4 separate regions of the Mus musculus genome follow, and all the other regions are linked to region 2. Evidence: chromatin contacts called from public Hi-C and HiCAR-type data. All regions are on one chromosome and are shown on one strand. The core of a region is the stretch at or near the end of the contact, and the rest is flanking DNA. Distances in the headings are between cores, read along the strand shown. Region 1 has its middle 78 kb from the start of Gm30549. Region 2 overlaps Fars2 (phenylalanine-tRNA synthetase 2 (mitochondrial)). Region 3 overlaps F13a1 (coagulation factor XIII, A1 subunit). Region 4 has its middle 31 kb from the start of Gm30549.

Region 1 (3,500 bases), core at 510-3,009, 870 kb before region 2:
ACAAAAAATTGTGTTTATATTCAGTACTCAAGTCCTTTCTCGATAAAATATTTTCTATCCTTGACACAATCCCATGGGTATGAAGGCCACCTATGCTTGTGTTTAGGCTGTTTAGTGTGTGCACAGCAGTTCATTATAATATTTATCCTTGTATATAAAAATATTTAATATTGATGGGTTTTTAAAAATGCCAGTAAACCTAAAGTAAAAGGATTGGAATGCAGGAGATGAGGACCTAGTGGGTCAGAAATGAAACATCATATGCCTTATGAATAAGATTATATTAATATATATAATATATCTTATATATAAGTCTGAATAGTCAAATCTTAACCAACTTGAAAGAGTGTAGATTGTTACTACCGTGTAGCTTGGGTGGCACAATTCTGAAGTTCTTGTCTTTAGGATTTAGGGTAGTCTAAATGATTGCTCATGAATGATAACTAGGGTCTTCTATCTCTTGAGTATTGACCTATTAAGCCATTGAACAGGCATAGGCTGAACCCTGGATGCAGGACTGGGAGACAATAAAACAGCTGTTCTCAATCCAATCATTGCAAAGGAGTCTTAAAAAGCAATCTGGAATACACAATTGTTTTATAGCCTGTGAGGTCTTTTTTTTAAAAAGATGTAAATAAAAGATATAAATTTAAATGTAAATAAAAATGAGAAACAACATACTAGGATCAATTCTAACTTAGCACATTATAACTTACAGCAGTCAAAATATTGAAGATTTAGGAGTCTTGTGTTTAAAAAGTTTTTAAGGGTAGTATGAATGGTGCCCACTTTCTTCTTGCACTAGAGCCTCCTCTTTGGGAGGAGGCTCTCCCTGGGCACAGCCACACCCAGCATCTCAGCTTGCATTATTTTCCAGCCAGATGGCCTTCCCACTTTCAATGCCTCAAGAACTCAGAGTTTCTTCAACATTTATTTTTTGCCGATGTCACTTTCTCTGGACATCTTCATCCTTCCTTCACAGCCATTTCCTAGTTCTTATGTGCAAACCCATCTTCCTGGTTCCTCTTGCTGCTAGGGAAGGCCTTCTAATGGGGTAACACCCACATCCTTAGAGTCAGCTATTTCCTTTAGAACTCAGACCACTGCTTTTCAAATTGAATTTCTTTATGACATTATCACTTTTTGTGACTTTGTTGTTCTCTTTGTATATTGCTAGGCAATTCTTTCCTCCTACTCATTACAAAAAATCAAACAAACAGCAGGCAAACAACAAAACCATAGGTTCTGGCTATGTAACTCAGGACAACATAAAACCCACTGTACGATCCATGTTATCTTGAAACTTGCAGCCCTTCTCCCTTCATTTGTCATACGATGAGATTCCAGATGTGCAGCATTAAACAAAGCCAGCCTCCTTCTTTTTTCCTTGTTTCATTTTTGACACAGAGTCTTGTGCAGCTCAGCCTGGCTTGAAGTCACTATGTGGCTGAGGCTGGCCTTCAACTCCTGATCCTTCTACCCCCACCTTTTTAGTCTTGGGCTTATAGACAAGGGACACCATACCAGGCTTGAATTCCCTCTCCTGAATATTCAGTTTTATAAAAGGTCATCAGAAGCTAAGGAATTGCTTTGCTGTCTGTATACAAACTGAAAACAGGCATAGTGACCAGTCCCCGAGGAACTCTGAAATCCCCTAGGAACTCTGAAGTAATAGCATGGCTCCTGATCACTGCAAACTCTTATTTATGTAGTGATTTGTGTTCTGACTATTAAGTAGCAGGCATTGTACTCAAAGCAATTGTTCACAGATAATTCACCCTGGTAACAGAGGTTGGAACTGGGTTGTTGGGTGACAGGCACCACTTAAGGGACTGTGGTAACAGAAATTCAACTTTATAGGAATGTCACAAAGTGTAGACTCTTGGTATCTCATCTTGAGTCAGGAAAACAAAACCAAAAATCTCTCAGCTGAGGGAAGAGGGAGAGGGAAGAGAGAGAAGGAGAGGGAAGAGAGAGAGGGAGGGGGAAGAGAGAGGGGGGAGGGAGAGGGAAGAGAAAGAGGGGGAGAGGGGGAGAGGGGGACAGGGGGACAGGGGGAGAGGGGGACAGGGGGAGAGGGGGACAGGGGGACAAGGGGAGGAAAAAGGGGGAGGGAGAGGGGTAGGGGGAAGCAGTAGTCCAGTATTGAATTGTAACACTGGAGAAATATGAGACATCTGTTTAGAAAATGCAAGAAGTGGAGCACAGGGCAGGCAGAGGCAGGAAGTGGTATACTGGGTGGGCAGAGACAAACAGGGACTGACTGAAGGAAGAAACTCTCAAAGCAAAACTACAGTGGAACTGAGACCAGCCAATTTTTTGTTTTGTTGTGTTTTAAACAGGATCTGGGTTTGTAGCCCAGGGTGATCCTGAACTCACGATCCTCCTGAAGCAGTAATGGGGAAACTGCTTCTTCCAGGGCACTGCTAAGTACTATTAAAGCACCAATTCAGTTGTTGCCAATGTTAATAAGTTCTTCAAGTTCCTGTAAGCCCACCCTCTGATGTTCTTTTTTTTTTTTTTTTTTCGGGGATAAATCAAGAGAAGGAGGGTGGGGCAATCTACCTCTGAAACTGGCAGCTATTGGATTTACCTTTGCTACTCTGGATGCCTCAAACAATAAGGCTCTCAGTCCAAGAGCCAGGCAGACTACCCTAGGGCAATGGCGGCCATTTCAAACATTCCACAGACCCCGGGTGAAAACTCCGCAATGGTTGTAGATGATTGCTCTAGCTCTTGAAGAGAAGGTTCACCCTCAGCGAGGACTGTTTCAAAGAATTTGTACCAGGCATTTGCTAAGTCCAGGTGAATCCTACTAACCCCCAAATCGTTTCTGCTGTGGGCAGAGGGAGAATGCGTCCATCGGAGGCTTAGCAGGGGGATAACTGTGACTGCAGCTAAAAAGGCAAGGCTGTGATGTTTATGTGGGTACAAACCTAAACCTTCCTTTGCTTGCGTTGCTGTACTTGCTGTAAACACTTCTCCCCTGGCTACCTAATGAGGCTCACTTGGTGAGTCAGCCTGGAGATTCCCTCCAGTGCGGCTTCTCCCAATAAAGCGAGAGGCTCGCTTCTCTTGAGCGAGCGGGTGCTTTCTTACCTACTTTTCTTAGCACAAGAGAAGCTGATGAACATGCAGAAGGGAGCATCAGGGACAGCAGTGTGGTGGTGAGGGCTGAGCAGTTGGTACAGAGCAAGCTGCAGGGTCAGCAAGGCAGCCAGATGCGTGACAGCTGACACAGAGACCGAGGAACAGCTTGAGAGTACAGCCAGGGCAAACAACACGGGCAAGGATGGAGGTAAAGATGAATCTAGGGAATGACGGGATGCTGAGGCTGAAGAGGGTGAAAGGCGATAAACCCAGAGAAGAGAAACCGCAAGCTCCGCTTCCTAGAAGAGTTTTAAAGCAATGGTTCGTTCTCAACCTTTTTTGTGTTGTTTTGTTTTTTATTTTTTGTTTTTGTTGTTGTTTGTTTTTTTCGAGACAGGGTTTCTCTGTAC
Region 2 (3,255 bases), core at 754-3,253:
GCACTGCTTCACTCATGGCAAACCAGCTGGTAAATAATAAACAACTGAAATAACACTTGGACAAACAAGCAAATGGACAGAGACTGGCTGTCAGTCCTGGTCATTACATTCCCAATTAAATGGACAGAAGGACAGATGAACTGCTATCGGTGACTACCGAGCTGGAACATTGGTTCCAGAATGGAGTGCAGTAGAAGAGAATGCCAGTTCCTGAGGAAGAGCTTTCCAGTCTTCATACGAGGCTGGCTACAGGGGAGCATTGGGTGGGCTAACCAGCGGAAGACAGAGGTTCTGGGCTTCCCTATCATCCATCTGCAGGCAGGCTGACACTCTTTTTTGGTGCTCAAATCAGTGGTACTATCAATGACACAATATTTCTCTGAGCTCTCACAGAGCAGCAAGACTCTTCTTGGGCTGATTTTTGTCTTTGAGTCTACTGTGCTGGAAGTTACTATGGCCCACACCACAAACAAATGTTCTAGTTTACATATGTGGTTAGGTCATGCTAAAATGCAGATAAGAAGACAACCCAATAGAGTCTGGGGTGGGAGGTAGGGGGTATAAAAATTGTTCTCCCAAATTCTATTAGAAAAATGAAGCAACACCATAAGTAGACCATGTAATTTCCCATGTCTTCTGAATGGGGCAAGCCACCTGCCACCCAGCAGCACATCTGAGGCCCAGGAGATACAAAGCAACACAGCACATCCCAGGCCCCGGAGGTACAACAAAGCAACAGGCTCTGCTTGGGCTGCTCTGTGTCACAGCCTCCTAGGCATTATTACAGTGCAGTGTTTCATAAGCAACATGGATAACAAAGAATCATCTAAAGAAAGAACAGAGCATGTGGTTTAAAAAGCAATGTACAGCCACAGCTATAAGTGACAAGCATAACTTGACCTTGTTATGCTACAAAAATGTATTTGAAGATAAGTTCATACAAATATTTTTCTTCCTTTCTGCACAAAATTTTCTTGGTTTGTGTTACTCTTATTACCAAAGTTGGGAGGTGGGGAATCTTATTTCTTCCAAATAACCAAGCATATTGACATCACAGGCTTCTTTTGCTTGGCAGATTACTGAACAAACAAATATTTATTCTGAGTCACTCAGCTGTGATACATGGGGGGATTCACGACATGCTGTGTCTGGTGCCTGTTAAGCTCTTACAAGATAATTGGACTTTGGACCACCTAGAACACTGTGTTCAATGGAGAGCCAAATTTAAAAAATTCAAAAACATGGAATGAGCAGAATTTAATCAGTCACACCTCCATCAAATTGAGGCAGAAATAAATAAATGGGCAATAGAAAGGTGCAATAAAGCCAGGATTAATCAAACCGTGATTAATTCCGGATCAGATTAAAAACCAATAGTGCCAGCTGCATCAGTCTCGTCTGTGGCGTTCACCTCCCCTATTCCTTTCTAACACCACGCTTCCCCATCGTCTCAACCCACTCTGCTCTCACCCCTAGGGCACGTTCCCTGGATGGATAAACCTGCAGGAGAGTTAATTGTCACATACATGGATTTAATCACATTGTCCATCACATTTGGGGCCCTGCCTTCAGTGATCCGTGACTAATTGTTGTGGTAATTTTTCAATCATTAACAGCAGCACATATGCTGCAGACAAATCCCAAGGTGCCTAGTAAGCCCCAGTGACAAGCAGACCAGAGGCTCCAGAAGGATTGCCACACGCCAGCCCAGCCCCCAACCCCAATCCTATTAGTCATGCCTGCTTGTTAATATACACTTATCCCAAGGATATGTCAGGCTGCAGAGAGCTCCGAGGGCTCCAGCCTGCCTTATGACTTGCCCTGTTTTCAATCTAGATTCTGAAAAAGGAAGAGGAAAGGAAAGGAAATTAAAACTCCATGTGGGACAAGTAGCTGAGGCCCTATTCTGAATTCCACTTGCTTTTCACTCACTTTCACACAGGCTCCTGAGCTGTGGCAAGTGCCCTTTCTTTGAGTTTCAGCAGTATTAGCAATCTCCATGGCAACCACCAGTGTGCATCTGCTACACCAAACTGCAGCATCTCTGGCTCAATTCTCAAGTTGCCCTGGTGTCAGACGGGGCATGCCATGTGCACTGGTGGGACAAGACCCTGCCTTGGGGAATCTTTCAGCTGATTGAAGCCTGGCTCTAATCACCACATAATATGAGCGAACAAGATCACAGGGAATATAATCCGCCTGCACTAGGCAATAGGGGTCCAGAAATGCTATTTATTTTTTCATTTTCTTTTTCTTACGGGTCTTTGTTGGCTAAAAGCAAAGAGGCACTAGCTATCTAATAAAAAGGTTTAAATTTCAAGTAGGTGCCACAATGTTTCAAGTCACTGATTTGTTTAAACCCTATGTCTCAAACACCTTTCATTAAGGAAACTATTCAAGAGGAAATGCAAATTCCTGGGGTTTTCATTTGGGTCTTCTTAAGAAAATGGATGTTTTGCGCATTAGCCAGACTATGGAAAGGAAAGAGAAGGATTCACTGAGTTTCATTGAAATCTCACTCATTAGTATATGCGTTTTTATTCCTCCTGCAGAGTTTCAGGAAATTCCCTGTTTTACTCCGTTTTCCCAAGACTGAAATAAGACCTATTTTACTCTAAGGCACCTAGCTCCAGATCACAGAACAAGATCTTCGAAAAACTTAATTAATATGAACAATTCCTGCTTAGCTGCTCAAAAGAGAGATGGTTGCTATAGGCTCTGTTATCGTGAAAAGAGGGACCGAGCGCCCTCTGCTGCTGTGTCTAGGTAAGGCTCTCCAGTTTGGAAACCTCCCGCTGAGGTTCACTTCTGTTACAATGCACTCTTAGAAAACTCTAACTTAAAAGGCACTTACTGATCAGCAAGAGGAACAAGAGAGATCCAGATAACAACAATGAGGCTGCTGTAAATAGAACAGTCTTCTACACAGCCACTCACCAGTACCTTGGCTATTATTAGAAACAGCTCGAGAAAGAGCTTGGGAAAATTCAGAGTGCTGATTGCGTATCATAAGCACAAATTAAAGAATTAAAAAAGAAAAAATGAATCTGCCTTTGCACTCACAGTCTCTCATGTCTACACGAGCTCACTGATTAGTACATGTTTTAGAACACTCAGGTCAAAAGAAAAAACTTGTTATTTTAGATTTAAAGTCATAACCGTAGTTTTAGACTTTACTTTCAAATTTAGTTTGAACAAACACAAATTTGTATTTACACAGCGCTGTACAAAATAAACAGTACAGAAACATTTCAC
Region 3 (3,444 bases), core at 553-3,052, 630 kb before region 2:
AAGTTTAATGGATTTTAGAAACATAACCATGACCATAGGATCATTAGCTAAATGGACATGATTAGTGTCCAAGTTCTACAATCGAACCTGACAAACATCATAAAGAAAACAGCAGTCAAAGGAAGGTCAATAGAGCTACTGAGGAGGTATCAGATACAGTCCAAGTCAGACTTCTGGGGCTGTGATAAACACCATAATGAAAAGCAACTTAGGGAGGAAACAATTATTTCTAGGTGACTGTTACATAGTCCATTAGGAAGGGAAGTCAGGGCAGGTGCTAGAGATAGCTTGCTCAGGCTCCTTTCTTGTATAACACAGAACCATCTACCTAGGGATGGTACCACCCACCTACAGTGGACTCAGTGTTTTGACATCAATCATTGACCAAGAAAAGACCCCCAGAGGCTTGCCCATGTGTCAGTCAAGTAGAGGCATTTTCCCAGCTAAGGTTTTCCTCCCATAAATAAATAAATAAATAAATGCTAACCAGGATAGGTACCAGCTGATACATAGCTTAGTGCATATGGTTGCAGTCAACTGAACAGAATTAGGAAAACTATTGTCCCCATATTCTTTTCCTCTCTGTCACATTCAGGATTGGGTTAGCCTTCCTAGTAGAACCCTATTGACGACACACATCAGTCATCTGTCTCCTGTAGCCAGTGAAAGCATTTAGGCAAAGTCAGTGGTGAAGCTGGGGAGTACTGGTGTCTGTAGGCTGCCTAAGTGCTGTGTGCTGTCCTGTGGATGGGCAGAATTGAAAACTACAAATTCACACTGCCTTCCTCTTTGTTGTGTGCTACAGGCATGTACCGCTGTGGCCCTGCCTCTGTCCAAGCCGTTAAGCATGGCCATGTCTGCTTCCAGTTTGATGCCCCGTTTGTTTTTGCAGAGGTAAGTGGAAAGCTGGAGGCAAGTGCCAATTTTCCACCACTGTCTCTTAACACACTGAAGAGTTAGACACCAGGTTGCTACTTCTCGATTTCCCAGGTACATCGAGTATGCTTCCTGTCAACCAGACATCTTTCCAGCCTCGGGTTTTTTAAATGCTAAACGCAATTCCTACTTAACGCTTTCCTGTCTTAGACTTTTGAGGTTGTATTTCTACTAAAAGCAAGAGATTTGCAAACCTGAGTTTAGTTCTGGGCACCTAGGAACTGACGAGGATAATTCTGAAGACATCAAATGATGAAGTGGATCGATCACTCAACTAAAGCTCAGTAAAAAGTGGCCTTGCTGTGGCAGTTTCAGAGTATGTAACTCCCATCTAAGACTGACCCAGAAGTACACAAAAATCAATACACACACTACCACCATCACCAGCAGCACCACCAGCAGCACCAATAGCAGGCAAAAAGAGAAGGAAAGGTATAAAGTGCTACTCAAGTAGAGAAATTTTGACCACTTAAGGGGTTGATAAAGATGTTAAGTAAAGGGTCTAAGATGCCAGAATAATAGGGCAGGAGCTTGAAGGACAGGAAACAGCTAATTAAATCAGGGTGAGAGACGTCGGGTAAAGGAGAATCCTGGGAGTCTCTTGGGGATGAGGGTATTAAAGGCTGAGATGTAGAACTCCTTTGAGGTGTATGTACAGCAATCAACACGGGAAGGGTTCGCTCCTGTATCCAGCAATCACTCTGCCTGCCACTTGATGCTCATAGAAATCCTTTTAAAGTGAGTACTATCAGTTTCCCCGTTGAACTGAAAAGAAAATCAGGGCGAGGTAAAGCAGAGAGACTAATATCCTTTCCCCAGTAATGTAGCTAATAAAGAGCTGTGCTGAATTTTGAAACCGAGTGGGCACTTGAGTTTAGCCGGGCAGTCACTCTGGAAGGACTATGTATCTCCTGTTAGCTCACACCAGGGAAGGCTACGGGGGGAGCTCTGAGGCCCAGGGCCTTGGGATGGATCATCCTTGGGTGGGAATATGTCAGTAAATCAATCCACACATCAGTAGTGAAATGTGGTAATACCAAGAACACTTGTAGCTATCGTATGAGCAATACAGTCAGCATAAGATTGCATTCATACATGGAGATGCACTCATTAAGAAAAAAAAAGAGCCAGAAACTGAAAGATAGCAAACACCCTAATACTCTAAGGCAGGAAGTAGCTTGGCAACCATGATTCCCTGTGTAAGTAGAGATGGCTCCTGACCCGTGATATCTCCACTTACAATCTTTAAACCTTATAATGGTGCAAAGGAATGGTACAAATTCAATAGAAACCACACTTTGGGTTTGGAATTAGGATCTCTTCCTGGGATAAACACACATGGTCAGATCCTCTCAGATGATACTGGGTGGCAGCAAGCTGCAGCTCCCAGTCAGCCCCATAACCACAGGGAAAAGAACAAACACCTACAGTGTGTCCTGCCATTCAGCTAAGATGTCCTGTAGGGAAAGGATAAGAACTGTTTCTTCGGCTAATCAAATCTTCTATATGTCATCAATTTAATCAAAATGTAATCTTATCAAAAGCCAAAGAGCATTTGCCTTTGGATATGACCCTAGTTCTAAGAGCAGAGTGCTTTGGGCTTACAGGGGATGGAGCAATGGTTATTCAGACATTTAGACAGCAGAAATCACAGAAGGACTGCACTCTATCTGCTATTGTGGTTTCTAGATGCCTCTAGAAGCCTCCAGAGAGCAGCCTTACAGTGCTTGGAGTTTTATCCATTTGATTTTGTTTTGAGATTGAAAATCTGTACAAGTCTCCCCTGCCCTCATCTGACAGTTTATGACACTCCGAGAATCTCTTCATGGGAGATGGCTCTGAAACCCATGTAGCTTTCTTTTTATACTTTTATTGTGCTTTATTGCTACCGAGGAGAGCGGGTGGCCCTCCTTGCAGTGGTGAAGGTCCTAATAGCTGTTAATGCAAGCGCTTTTTGCTGTTATTAAATATAGATCAGGGTGTTAGGAATGTCATCAGGCTATGCAGATAATTGCTCCTCTCTCGCGGCTGCAGAGGCTTCTTTGCTGTGCAGGCTGTTTGTTGCCTGAGTTTGGGCTGGGCTCCAGGTTCGAGCTATTTGTCAGAGATGTATAAGCTGCCTAAAAAGCACCCGAGGTGTCTTCTCTCAAGAGGTGCTCGCTAGGACCGCAAAGGGGTGAGCAGGCAACTTTAGCATGGGTCTCGGTGACTTAGGTGGAGGGTGATGCACCTTCCCTCCCTCCACCTGTGTGCCACCTCGTCCTACCAGAGGGATGTCAGCAGGTGGCTTGCCTGTTCTTGCTTCTCAGCATGCTGGCTTCCCAGTTGTTCTTCACCAGCTTCCTGACCATCCAGTTCATTGATTACGTGTCAGCTTTTCTGGAGCTTCCTTGGTATCTGAAAAACAATGGAGTCTGAAAGGGAAAAGGTACATGGAAAATGGCTCCTTTCTTCTCGCTCACATTTTGTAGGCAGGGACAGAAGGGAGCGTGATGGCATCCACACCTG
Region 4 (3,494 bases), core at 334-2,833, 820 kb before region 2:
GACTTGGACTCCAGTTTCAGTGACAATAACACAATACAACATAGGTTAAGAGGACTTAAAAACGTAAATCTTATTATATATTACATGTCATGAAGTGTTACATATACATGCAAATCAGTCCTCACAGCTTTTCTCACTGCTTGTTTCATAGCCTGTCTGGCCTTTATCATCTTCATCTGTAAAATGGGGATAAGGTAGACAGTTAAAATGTCGGATGGTTTGGAAGATTCAATGGGTTATCACCTATAAAGGGCTTAGAGTAGTGTACTTAGCAATATAAGTATTTGTTGATTAATTCAAGTACATATATTACCTCCCTTGTTTTGTTGGGTTTCATTAAAATAAATACATATGTGATACATAGACTAACAAAGATGCAATGTACAGAATGTGTAATGTATGCATCAGCTATGTGACTTAATATAAATGCATGCTCTTTGAATGCCTCTGTCTTCTCTCCCCAAGCCTTATTTACAAGAGAGAATCCCATATAAGCACTGGAGACCTAGTGACTGATGGCTTCCTCCTGGCTGTGGGAACAGAGGCACAGACTCAGTACGATGTACTGGTAAGTGCCTGGGAGAGAACCGTCAGATTCAGAAGGGAGAGGAAGGTGGCATGGGAGGGAGGCTTAGAATAGTGTCTTGATGCCTTGCTCAGCCCAGGTTCTGTGCCGCATTTTCAGTGTGCACACTGATGTTCATAAACCTTCATGTCCCAGGGTTTCCTTCCTCTTGTCCCGAGCACAGTGACCTTGGCTGGTCTCATGGTCTCTGAGGAGATAGATCTTTCTCTTCTCTTATAGGGCCAGGCTCCAAGGATTCATTGGACAGCCTGCCCTCAGAAGCCCCATCATCCACCTCTGCCTCACACTAACATCCTCTCCAGAAGATGAAGACGTGTCCTGGAATTCACAGGCCAACTCCACAGCCCCATCGGTACCATAGAGAATCTAAGGAGAGTGACTACAACTTGGCCTAGGGACATAAAATCTGTTCTCTTATTCTATGAGAGTTCTCATCAAAACTCTAAAATCTGAGATGGGAGCATTCCTCCTTCTTGATTCTGTGTCTAAGCTGAGGACAGAGGGAAGGGAGGAGCAGTCTAGGAAGAGAGGGCTGACCCAGAGCATCTGTGCCATCAAGAAGATGTTTTCCTTTTCCCCACCACATACTTGTCTTCTTGGATGCCTCTGCTTTCCTTCTCCCACAGGAAGATTGACAGATGGTTACCAGGATAGGTGTCCTAGCATCTGACATGCCCTCATTTCTGACTTCGCCCTGCTCAGTCCACTGGTACTCAGAAAAAGACAGCTCTTGGGGTTCCGGTAAGAAACAGGAGGAGGCAGGAATAGAGTCTGCCCTTGGCTGCCAACTCAGAGCTGTGCTCCTTTTCATAGAGGAAAATCAAGGCACACCAAGGCCCTTTCACAGGAACCAACTTTCCAGTGGTAGAAATGAGACCAGCACAACTATTTACCACCAGGGGCAGCTGGAGCCAAGGACCACCAGACTTCTGTATATAGTGGATATTGCCTTGGGATTCCAAAAATCATTATCGACTCAGAGCCTGAGATCCTAGAGGCAGGGGGCCATGGTGAGCGTGTGCTGGGCACACGTCCATTTGTAACCAGTGAAACTTCATGGACACCAGCTGTCCCCGCTGTCTTTTCTTCTCTCATCAGCCCTCACTAGCCAAGGATAAGACAAGACAGGACACAGGGCCTAACAATGTGGGACAGGGATGGTCTAATTCTACTTTCCTCCAAGGAAGTCACTGGCCTATTTTCTAGAAGGATGTGTGGAAAACTAAGAAACTCAGCTGCTACACATTAGATACTACAGGCCAGCTACATCTTCTCTCCCTCAGTGGCCACCATCATCCATGGCTACAGGCATTTCATAGTTCACAGCCTTTGGCCAGAAGCAGGAAGAACATTGTGGCCTTGCATGATACACATGGAAATAGTTCAATGGAACATTTCGAAAAACATGCCCTGGGAGCCAGACTGAGCCTAGTTCTCATTCTGGTACTACAATGAGCTGTGATGAATTTTGTTCAACTGTTTAAACTGTCTATGTCTCATTTCCCCTCCTCCTATGAAGTTAGAAGCTGGAATCTCCTTTGCGACCATGTCAGGGATTACACGTGATACTCCACGTGCAGATCCGAGGTGAACGGCACTGAGATCTGAGATCTGCTTGTCCCAGTCTGTAAATGGCAGAATGATGACAGGGAAGAGATTCTCCTTGGCTGTGTGTATCAGAACCAGGCTGTTTCTTGCTCTGAGGCCTAGTTCCCTCAACTGGGGAGAGGGGAAATTATTGTGATAAAATGGTGTTTATCTGGAAAGTGTCTAGGAGAATACAGAATTACCAACCCCTGGGGTGGGGCTGCAGCTTAATGGTAGAGCGCTTGTGTAGCATGCCCAAGACTCTGACTTATGCTAAGCACTAAAGGAAAAAAGAAAAAGGAAAGGAAATTACCAGCAATGAAAAGAAAGCAGGGACTAATTTAAAACCCAAATGTGCCGTGTCCTTTTCCAGAATAATGTCCCCACAAATGCTTCCTGCCACTGTCAGCAGGGTCTCCTTTCTGACTGAATGCACACCCTTAGTGTAACTGAGCCAGAGTTATGAGAGAACACAAGCTGCTTCTCCCTGCCTCTTATGGTCAAGGCCATTCTTGGACAGACTGGCGTGAACTTCCTCAGGGAGCTCAGGAGCTTCTTGTACACTGCAGGAAGCAAGAGCTGCCTCTCTGTCTGTACAGTGACCAGTGATGTGCTAACTAATGCCCACAGCCATGTCTGTCAGTCTCAATCCCATGTCCACAGTGGGAAGGCAGAGCGAGAGAGACGAAATGTAAGCAAGAGAGTTTAAACCCATCCTGGACACAGCAGAACAGTGACCTAGCCTATAAATCAGAAGGCGAGGCCAACCTTGATGGTTGAAGACCTAGAAGCTGACAGCTCCCGTCTGGTCCACACTCCAGGAGCCTGCTCCCTACTTCCTGACTAGATGGCTTGGTTTTGTAACTAACTCTGGACATGACATAGCCCCTGCTCAAAGCCTTCAGAGAATGAGCGAGGGTGTTGGTTTGATGTACATCTGTTGAGACAACAGCCTCCTTTGAGCTCAGGAAGTTCATGCCAGCCTGGACTATTAATGGAGATCCTGTCTTAAAACCAAAGTAAGCAAACATAGACCTTTGATAGTTCATTATCCCAAGAGAAGAAATAACAAGGGTACTGTAAAGATGACATAAAACCTGCCTATGGTAGCCACAGAAGATACCTCCAGTCAGTCAACACTCAACCTGCAATCCAAATCACTGGCTAGGACACATTAACCTGTCCTCCTGCTCCTCTGGTGAGAGTGGGAGACTCTGGTCACATAAGTTTTTACCCTTCTAAAAGCCCAGCTAGAATGAGACCATAACGGAAAACCAAACCAAACCAACCAAACAAAAAATCCTTAAAATTTGTATTGTAT

The links. A called contact is a pair of places that touch in the nucleus more often than the background predicts. HiCAR-type assays count read pairs that join an accessible place to other places.
Region 1: a HiCAR-type map of astrocytes shows a contact between it and region 2, with 2.8 times the contacts expected there. The contact joins two enhancer-like sites. A contact is called at or near these places in 1 of 484 Hi-C or Micro-C datasets (embryonic stem cells) and 1 of 115 datasets of contacts at active chromatin or transcription factors (astrocytes).
Region 3: a contact with region 2 is called in a Hi-C map of the N1E-115 cell line, with 4 times the contacts expected there. The contact joins two enhancer-like sites. A contact is called at or near these places in 2 of 484 Hi-C or Micro-C datasets (the N1E-115 cell line and cerebellum) and 1 of 115 datasets of contacts at active chromatin or transcription factors (astrocytes).
Region 4: a contact with region 2 is called in a Hi-C map of cerebellum, with 6 times the contacts expected there. The contact joins two enhancer-like sites. A contact is called at or near these places in 5 of 484 Hi-C or Micro-C datasets (adipose-derived mesenchymal stem cells, cerebellar granule neurons, cerebellum and 1 more) and 1 of 115 datasets of contacts at active chromatin or transcription factors (astrocytes).

Annotation. Positions count from the first base shown.
Region 1 is chr13:37,147,555-37,151,054 of GRCm38.p6, reverse strand. No RefSeq gene overlaps it. Among named protein-coding and RNA genes, the nearest start is that of Gm30549, 78 kb to the right of the region's middle. Within about 2 kb of position 1,759, at least 64 of the 459 cell types and tissues checked have an H3K27ac peak or open chromatin away from gene starts, as enhancers often do. A contact at or near this core is called in astrocytes, where this site is marked.
Region 2 is chr13:36,281,764-36,285,018 of GRCm38.p6, reverse strand. All of the region lies in intron 4 of Fars2 (phenylalanine-tRNA synthetase 2 (mitochondrial)), which reads right to left. Among named protein-coding and RNA genes, the nearest start is that of Gm40912, 76 kb to the right of the region's middle. Within about 2 kb of position 2,003, at least 85 of the 459 cell types and tissues checked have an H3K27ac peak or open chromatin away from gene starts, as enhancers often do. A contact at or near this core is called in the N1E-115 cell line, astrocytes and cerebellum, where this site is marked.
Region 3 is chr13:36,914,314-36,917,757 of GRCm38.p6, reverse strand. F13a1 (coagulation factor XIII, A1 subunit) reads left to right here. Exons shown (of 15, transcript NM_028784.3): 10 at 806-894. Gm30489 (a long non-coding RNA gene) reads right to left here. Exons shown (of 6, transcript XR_873245.2): 3 at 3,203-3,333. Among named protein-coding and RNA genes, the nearest start is that of Gm30240, 73 kb to the left of the region's middle. Within about 2 kb of position 1,802, at least 1 of the 459 cell types and tissues checked has an H3K27ac peak or open chromatin away from gene starts, as enhancers often do. A contact at or near this core is called in the N1E-115 cell line, where this site is marked.
Region 4 is chr13:37,100,035-37,103,528 of GRCm38.p6, reverse strand. No RefSeq gene overlaps it. Among named protein-coding and RNA genes, the nearest start is that of Gm30549, 31 kb to the right of the region's middle. Within about 2 kb of position 1,583, at least 2 of the 459 cell types and tissues checked have an H3K27ac peak or open chromatin away from gene starts, as enhancers often do. A contact at or near this core is called in cerebellum, where this site is marked.